2 separate regions of the Sus scrofa genome follow, and region 2 is linked to region 1. The links are chromatin contacts, called in public promoter capture Hi-C maps. All regions are on one chromosome and are shown on one strand. The core of a region is the stretch at or near the end of the contact, and the rest is flanking DNA. Distances in the headings are between cores, read along the strand shown. Region 1 holds the start of WDFY1 (WD repeat and FYVE domain containing 1). Region 2 holds the start of ACSL3 (acyl-CoA synthetase long-chain family member 3).

Region 1 (4,224 bases), core at 696-3,195:
ACCAGGAACATACCTGTAGTGGAACAAGTTGGGTGGATTGTTGGAGGAAGAAAGCACATCCAGGGAACTGTGGGGAGTTGGTACTAGAAAGGACTTATTATAGGATTTAGGTTTGTGTTAGATGATGGAGGGGGAGGGTTTAAAGAGGAAGGGCTTCACTTTAAATTGAATGCTGTCAGGGTAATTCTATGATTGGATGTCTTTTGTTTGTTTGTTTGTTTTGGCTGCCCCTGGAGCATATGGAAGTTCCCAGGCCAGGAATGAATCTGAGCCACAGCTGCAACCTACACTGCAACTGCAGCAACCTCGGATCCTTAACCCACTGTGCAGGGCCAGAGATTGAGCCTCGTCTCAGCAGTGACCCAGGCTGCTGCAGAGACAAGGCTGGATCCTTAACCTGCTGCACCACGGTGGGAACTCCTGGATGTCTTTATAAATCTTGTCTGGGTGCAAGAAGAGGCTAAAGGTCTAATTGGTAAAGAAACAGGATCCATTCATATCAGCCAGGATGGGGGAGGTTTGGTCACTTTTGTGGTTTAAACAATGTTTATATTTTGGCTGGGTTTAGATATGCATATGAAGTGGCCTTATCTGATGTTTATGGAACCAAATCCCCCCCTAAATCTAGTTCCCTTGCAAAGTTTATGAGTAACCTCTGTATCTAAAACTTTCTTCCCTTCCTTGCCCCCATTCCCTTCAGGATTGAGGAGTAGCAAGGAAAAGTAGGGCCCCTCCATGTCCCCCATTTCTTATTTGTAGAAAAAGGCTTTAATCTCCTAAACCTTTCCTGAGTTCCAAAGAGTAGACTTGGTTACTAATTAGGGAAGTGAGGGAATGCAGAAAGAAAGGCAAAGCAGTCAAGCAAGAAAAGTAATGATAGGTGAAATAATAGCCTAGTGACGGACTGCCATCCTCAAGGGTAGACAGAGCTATCTGAGGCATATCTTGGAGTTGTTCTGCAGAAACAAAGACCTCCTCACCCATGTGGAAGATGGTGACTACAGGCTGACCAACAGCGGCAGACCAGCTGGAACCAGAAGACTGATGATGCTGAAACATAACCCGTTACCTCACCACCAACCAATCTGAAGAAAGTCCACAAGCTGCAACCCTCACATCAAATGTTGCCTTTAAAAATCCTTCCCTGAAAGCCATTGAGGAGTTTGGGTCTTTTGAACCTGAGCTGGCTGATCTTCTGGCTTGGTGTTCAGCCAGTAAATGCTGTACTTTCCTTCACCACAACCTGGTGTCAGTGGATTGGTTTTGTGGTGCTCCAGGCTAACGGACCCAAATTCAGTTCCGTAACACCTGCGTTCCACAGGAAAAAGCTGTGGGCACTTAGCCAGCTCAGTGCCAGGCCAGGTCAAGGTCAAGGTCAAGGTCTGCTTTTCTCCTTGTAGCCTTGTGACCTTAAGCAAGTGATTCCACTTGTCTGTGGTTCAGTTTTCTCATCTCCAAAATGAGACTAAGGGAGCACTTATCTCTCCACCTCTTAAGATTGTTATCAGTATTGAGATAACCCATGTAAAATTAGACTAGCTCTCGGTGTATAGTCACCAAAGAGTGTCTTTCAAAGATTCCAAATTGCACTTTATTTTTTCACACTTCCATTCGTCTGAAACGGAGGTGTGGTCCAAAGGCTTCTTAGAATGGATATAATGTAGTATCATTCTTTTCGAAAGGCTCCGTTTGGGTGACAATTACTCTTTGTCACTAACCGTTCAACCCATTCCTGAGTGAATGACCTCACTTTCCAAGCTGTGTAACTTTCTCCACTTCTCGCGAGAGCCTCTAACAGGCCTCTCTCCCAGCCACGTAATTTTAGCTGCGCGGCTACCTCAGCCAATACGGGAGCGGCGGCAGCACTCGGGAGCTTACGGCGGCGCGGCCCCCACGCGGCCCGGGGAGCCGAAGCGGAACCCGCGCGTCCCCGCCCGCCCGGCCGTCAGCTGATGGGCCGCTCGCCGCGGAGGCCGCAGCCGCCGCTGCCGCGCGAACATGGCGGCCGAGATCCACTCCAGGCCACAGAGCAGCCGCCCGGTGCTGCTGAGCAAGATCGAGGGGCACCAGGACGCTGTCACGGCCGCGCAGCTTATCCCCAAGGAGGACGGCGTGATCACTGCCAGCGAGGACAGGTAGGGCCGGCGGGTCGTGCGCGGGGCCGAGGCGCCACGGGGGGTGGCCGGGACTGCCGCTGGCTACCGACCGTGGAGGCGGCCGCTTCCTCCCTCTCCGCGTGGGGGCGTCCACGGCCCCCTTGTCCCGCGGCCTGTCGCCCCTTTCGGCTCTTCTGGCCACTGGGACCCTTTCCCCCCCGCCCCGGGTTCCCGCTCGTGGGTCCTCCAGTCTCGACCCCGGTCTCGCTCCTGCAGCCTGGTACTCAGGTCCTTGCTTCGCAGCTCCAGCCCGGGACACCTGTCCCACCCCGTCCACTGCGCTCCGCCTTCTCGCTACCCTGGTCTCCGCTGTGTCGCTCCAGTTCTGGACCCCCTCTGTACCTTTCTATCCCTGGGCCCCCGCTCCCGACTCTCCTTTGTGGGATTTCGCCTAGAGCTGGAAGCATCCCCTCCGCGGTCAGTTCCTAGCCGCCTGCTCTGGGAGCCGGGACTGCTGGCGGGTTACCGCGGGACCGAGTGCTGGGGATGCCTTTCTTGCAGTAAATCTCCAGAGCTTTCACACACTTCTGTTTGCTCCACGCTGAGGTTTACACCTCCCTTTCGAGCAACGCCAGGTCCCAAGATCAGTTATTTTTCCCCAGCTGCTCGAACCACCTGAATTCTTATTTACAATTTTTTTTTTAAAGTGACTCATGGAAAAAATGGTAAAAGAGTTTTATTTTTTAAGGATGTTTGCGGTTTCCACCATTAATGGAAAAGCAGTTATCGCTTGCCATAAAAAGTTAAACTAATAGCTAAAACGTCTGTCTGCACTCAAAAGTCAGCTCTATCTTATAACAAGATGTCGTGCCTACCACACTTTGGGAAACTGATCTGATTCGATTTTGCCATTCTACTCAAGAGGGAACTGGAGCCCATGGAGAGGCACAGAGACACGGAAGCCAGAAATGCACCCCAGGACTCCCCAGTCCAGCTCTCTCTGGTCTTCCCAAGACTCTGCCAGAGATTATTTGTTTTAAAACTGTAGCATTTTTTAAATCCGAAAAATTTAAAAGGTTAATGACTTTACTGTAGGAATTTAGAGGAAATGACTGATGTCGTTGGGTGAAACTTTCTTTGCTACAATGAGTGATCTTCAGCGGTGATACTGCAAAAGTGGGAGGGCTTTCTGGAAGAAGGAAGGTACTGATGTTCTCTTAAGGCTGAGGCATAATCTAGCCTTTCTGTAACCTGTGTTTTGAAGTCCTGTGGCTTTGAGAGCCTATCCTGAATGGGAAGAGAATCCTGAAGCTCCCAATGCCTCCTTGACCTTTGTATTTGGATTTTGAGGGAGTTTATTGTGAGCGGGCAATTTACAGGTAGCTGACCTCAGACCAGGTGGGGGGTAATTGGTATGACCTAGGTGTGGGTGTGTCTCCAGGAAGGGAGGGGGAGAGAGGGGAATGTAAAAACAGGCCAAGGACAGAGTAATTATATTTGCATGATATAGTTTGCACGTAGATGCAGACAACACTTTATACATCTTAGCTGTCTTTATTCAGTAAAGTATTTTATTCATGACTCATGCATGTTGGGTAAATTGCTGAATATTTAAGATTACTGGCCAGGAGCAGTGCTGAGAAATGTTTTATGGAAAGTGATTACTTGGCTGCTCTGGGACTGAAATGTTCTGGGGGAGCCTTAGATCAGCTCATTTTTTTTCCCCTGGGGCACAGCAGGGCCTGGCAGATGACTGGATCCATGAAGGTTGGGGCTTTGGGTTTCTAATTTGTGTTTCAGGCCCATAGAACTTCCTGGAAGGTAGGACACACTTTTCAGCTGGTGCTGCCCTTTATGAGATGTATGAAAGCATGTGGTTAAGGATTTTTTTGGTTGATGTTGGATGTGGTGGTTTTTACATTGTCATAAACATGCATCATAGTCTTCATTTATTTACTCACTTGTTTATGTATTTAGAGATGCTGTGCATATTGAGTGCCAGGCCCTAGAGATACAACAGGGATCAAAAGTCACAGCACCTGCCTTTATATACCTTCTGATTCATTAATTTTAATGGCTCCTGACCTTGTGGAACCAGCCTGTTGAGGAAACAGAACACTGACCACTC
Region 2 (3,872 bases), core at 280-2,779, 980 kb after region 1:
GGTATTATCAATTCATTGAGTAATAAAAATAATAATAAAATAAATAAATAGTTGCACCTAAAAAAAAAAAAAAGAAGGTATCATCAAACTACAGCTCTCCTGGCAGCCAAACAAAAATCCACTGTGTGACAACTTCAGCCAGCTACCGAGGAGAGGCAGCATAATATAGTGCTTAGATGTGAGAGCTCTGCATTTTCAGACAGGTGGGTCTGAATCCCAGCTTTTCTTTCTTGTTCTGATCTGGGGGAAAGTTAGGCCCAAATGGCAGTTTCTCCTGCTGTAAAATGATCCCTAGAAGGATGTTAACAGTTTTAGAGATACTATGCATAAAGCTCTTAGCACAAAGCCTGGAATGTTAATAAAGGCTCAATAAGCGTCAGCTGTTTGTCATTTTATTCAGCTATAATGACTTACACGAAGCCTAGCCCCTCTCTAGCCTTCAAATAATTTCAAAGACATCGTTATGCCCTATCTATTTTTGAAGGGCCCGATACACAATAGCTTAGAGCACATTTTCTAAATGCAGCCTAGACAAACGAGTTCTATGTCTCTGGGCCTCGGGTTCCTCATCTGTGAAACGGGTCTGATCATCTCAGCCTCACTGGATTGCTGGCAGTAAGCAGTCGCTCGGTATTGCACATTCCCTAACTAGTGTATAATTAAAATGCACCTGGGGAAAGGTAAACTTTCAACTCCAACCCCGAAACAACAGTATTAATCCCAGCCCCATCAGAACCGACTGCGGCCAGAACAAATACCACCAAAGTCGACGCATCTCACACCTCCAATTTCTCCTCACGCACTGCAGCAAAGCCCCCCGCCCCCCTGTGCGGCTCAGTTTCTCCGCTCCCAGGGACTACATTCAGAGCCGAGCTAGTGAAAGCAGCCAACCTCCCACCCCACCCCGCCCCCGGAACGCCGGGAGGGACCCCGTGTGTCCTTCCTCCCCCGGGCTGCGCGGCCGCTCCGCTGCGGTCCCCCAGTTCACGTGGGCCCTTCGGCCCGAGCCCCACCTCAGCCGCTTCCCGGATCCCACAGCGGCGCCTCCCACCCGGCCCGGCTGCTTCTCCCCACGTCGCGGGGGGAGCCCGCACCTCCGGCGCGCACACCCCCGGCGCCGGGATCGGCGGCTACGTCGGGGACCGGGGGGCGAGCAGGCCGGCAGCGTCCCTCCCCCAAAACACCGCCGCCCTCGGGCCCAGCTCGGTCGCACGCTGAGGCCAAGCCGCCAACCAAGCTCCGCTGCTCCCCACAACCGGCGCCGCACTCACCGCAACGCCGGGGCCCGGGTTCCTCCCGACTCCGGCCCACGAAGGCCTGGTTGCACCCCCAGAGCATTCACTCCCCGAGCCGCCTCCTGGGGACCCTGACGCAGCCGCCGCCGCAGTCGCGCTGCAAGGGGGCGTACCTCTGCTGCCTGGTCCGGCGCCGCAGCCGCAGCCGCCGCCTCCTACTCCTCCCAGTCGTCCCAGCTCTGTCCGCGGCGACTGGCACGGCTCCGCTCCCCGGCGCCGGCAGACCAGCGTCTGTTGAGCCGAACCGCCCGGGACGCACTCCCCCGGCCGGCGCTCGTTGCATATGCAGAGAGACCGCCGCCCATTGGCCCGGCGGCGGTGGCGCGTGCGGGGCTGGGCCTATCGAATTCCGGCCGGGAGCGCGGCGCGGGCGGCCGGGGGCGGGGCGGGGTTACTACAGGTCATTCCACGGAGCAGCGGCGGACGGGACCCAGCCGCAGCCGGCGCGGGGCGGGGAGCCGTCGGCGGGGAGGAATGGGACCACAGCTGCAGGGGGAGGGGAGCCGGGCTGCGCGGCCGGGAAGCTGGCGGAGGAGGGGAGGGTCCGACCGGGTCTACAGCGGAGGCCGTTCCTGGAGAAAAAGACTCCGACCCCCCCGCCCCCAAAAGATTTACAAACACAGTTATTACTCTAATGCATAAATCTTAATATAGATCAGAGGGAAATGCGCATATTATTTTCATTCTTAACGTGTTTACTTGTTTTGTTCTTGAACAAATTTGTCAAATTATTAAAATAAAATGATTTTTGGAAATGGCTGAAGCGAGAGGGGCTCAAAAATTCTAGCCATGTACCATGTTTATTATTTCTCCTGTTTTGACTTCTCTGAACCCTGCAAATAACCCTTCTCCCCTCAGTGCACTATTTATAAAAGATTGATATTTTTCAAAGGACAAAGTTTACCCCAAATTATCGTCTTTGGATGTTTTTCTTATGAAGCTAGAAGTGTTCCTGCATTTTAAGGAGGTTGCCATTATATCCCACGTTAGACAATACGGAAGGAAAAACAAAAGACACGGAACACAGGTAGACTGCCTTCCCATTAGCAAACAAACCAAAACACAAATGACTTAAACAATAGCTACAGTGCACAATAAGAAAGTTGACTTTCATTAAACAAATAGGAGTGGGATGAAGGGGGTTTTTTTTTAAATCCAACGAATTAGTGAACGAAGTTATAACGTTAAGTCAGATATGATACCACAGGAAATAAAACATTTAGAGGGTTTGGTTTGGTTTTGAAGTGATGAAGGCGCTAGAAATGGCTGTTTGAATAGTAAACCTCCCCGCGATGCAAAACTTGTGTTTAAGTAGGTGAAAGGTGACGTTCACGAGCCAACCGCAGGCTAAAGCAGGAGCTTGCTTCTCAAGAAAATCTCAAAATCAGTGATGCCGCCTCAACTTGAGCTAGGTGGAGTGATGAGGCTGAGAGCAAAGAAGGCTCACTCACCTCGGGCCCCAGGCCAATTTACCTTGCTAAAAAAAGGATACTCAGGCAACCTGATCTTCTACTAAGAAAGGAGGTTCCATTGCTCCTAATCTGAGGAAATGCTATCAAAAGATACACCCTGAAGATAAATGGAATGCAGAATTTCTTATCTGAAAAGATTGCCACCATTCTGCATGCAAAAGGAAGTATACCTTAAAAGTGGTTGTTCCAGAACCAAGAAAAGCCTCTAGCAAAATATGTAGTTTCCAAAGGAGGAACTTTTTTTTCCGTCAATAAGTGTGAAGCAGACTAGTAGAATTCCAGCAACACCTTAACATCTTTCTTCATTATCCCTTTCCATGTTTGTGTGTTTGTGTGGGTGTGAGAGAGAGGGAGAGAGAGAGATTTGTAAAAGAAAATATTCTTTGGAATTAAAATTCTAAATTCTCATCTTATTTGCTTAGGATAAACAGAAATGTAATATTTCCAGTCTCTAACATGTTTTATTTTTAAAATAAAATAATACATGCACAGTTGCTTTTCTTTTAGATGGGCTTTCAGTACATTTTTATTTTTACTTAGAGCTTTTGAGAGAATTTTAGAATTTGGCTGCATTTTCCTTCTTTTTAGAAAAATCAATTCAGGGAGTTCCTGTCGTGGCTCAGTGGTTAACAAATCCAAATAGGAACCATGAGGTTGCAGGTTAGATCCCTGACCTTGCTCAGTGGGTAAAGGATCCGGCGTTGCTGTGAGCTGTGGTATAGGTTGCAGACACGTTGCTGTGGCTGTGGTGTAGGCCGGCGGCTACAGCTCCAATTAGACCCCTAGCCTGGGAACCTCCATATGCCGCGGGAGCAGCCTAAGAAATGACAAAAAGACAAAAAGAAAAAGAAAAAAGAAAAATTCATTTCAGAATCTGTATTGGCCAACTGAATGACAACATCCAGCATTTTCTTTTACAGTTCTGTTATTTCTCCAAATTACAAGGGTACTGAGAGGAGATGTCTTTGTAATTTTCTTGAATACCTAATGATCTCTCTCAGGTGAACGGTCACAGAAATAGTCTTTGATTGTATAGCAAACTACATACTACTATCATTTTCCATAATCATCATAACATAAACCAGGACCAGCTGATTTTAAAAGT

The links. Promoter capture Hi-C pulls out the DNA fragments that hold promoters and counts their contacts.
Region 2: a promoter capture Hi-C map of fetal liver shows a contact between it and region 1, with 2.9 times the contacts expected there. The contact joins the promoter of ACSL3 here to the promoter of WDFY1 in region 1. A contact is called at or near these places in 2 of 5 promoter capture datasets (fetal liver and liver) and 1 of 2 datasets of contacts at active chromatin or transcription factors (skeletal muscle).

Annotation. Positions count from the first base shown.
Region 1 is chr15:125,717,908-125,722,131 of Sscrofa11.1, reverse strand. WDFY1 (WD repeat and FYVE domain containing 1) reads left to right here and starts at 1,945. Exons shown (of 12, transcript NM_001243647.1): 1 at 1,945-2,135. The coding sequence starts at 1,999.
Region 2 is chr15:124,739,671-124,743,542 of Sscrofa11.1, reverse strand. It overlaps ACSL3 (acyl-CoA synthetase long-chain family member 3), which reads right to left and starts at 1,529. Exons shown (of 16, transcript NM_001143698.1): 1 at 1,409-1,529.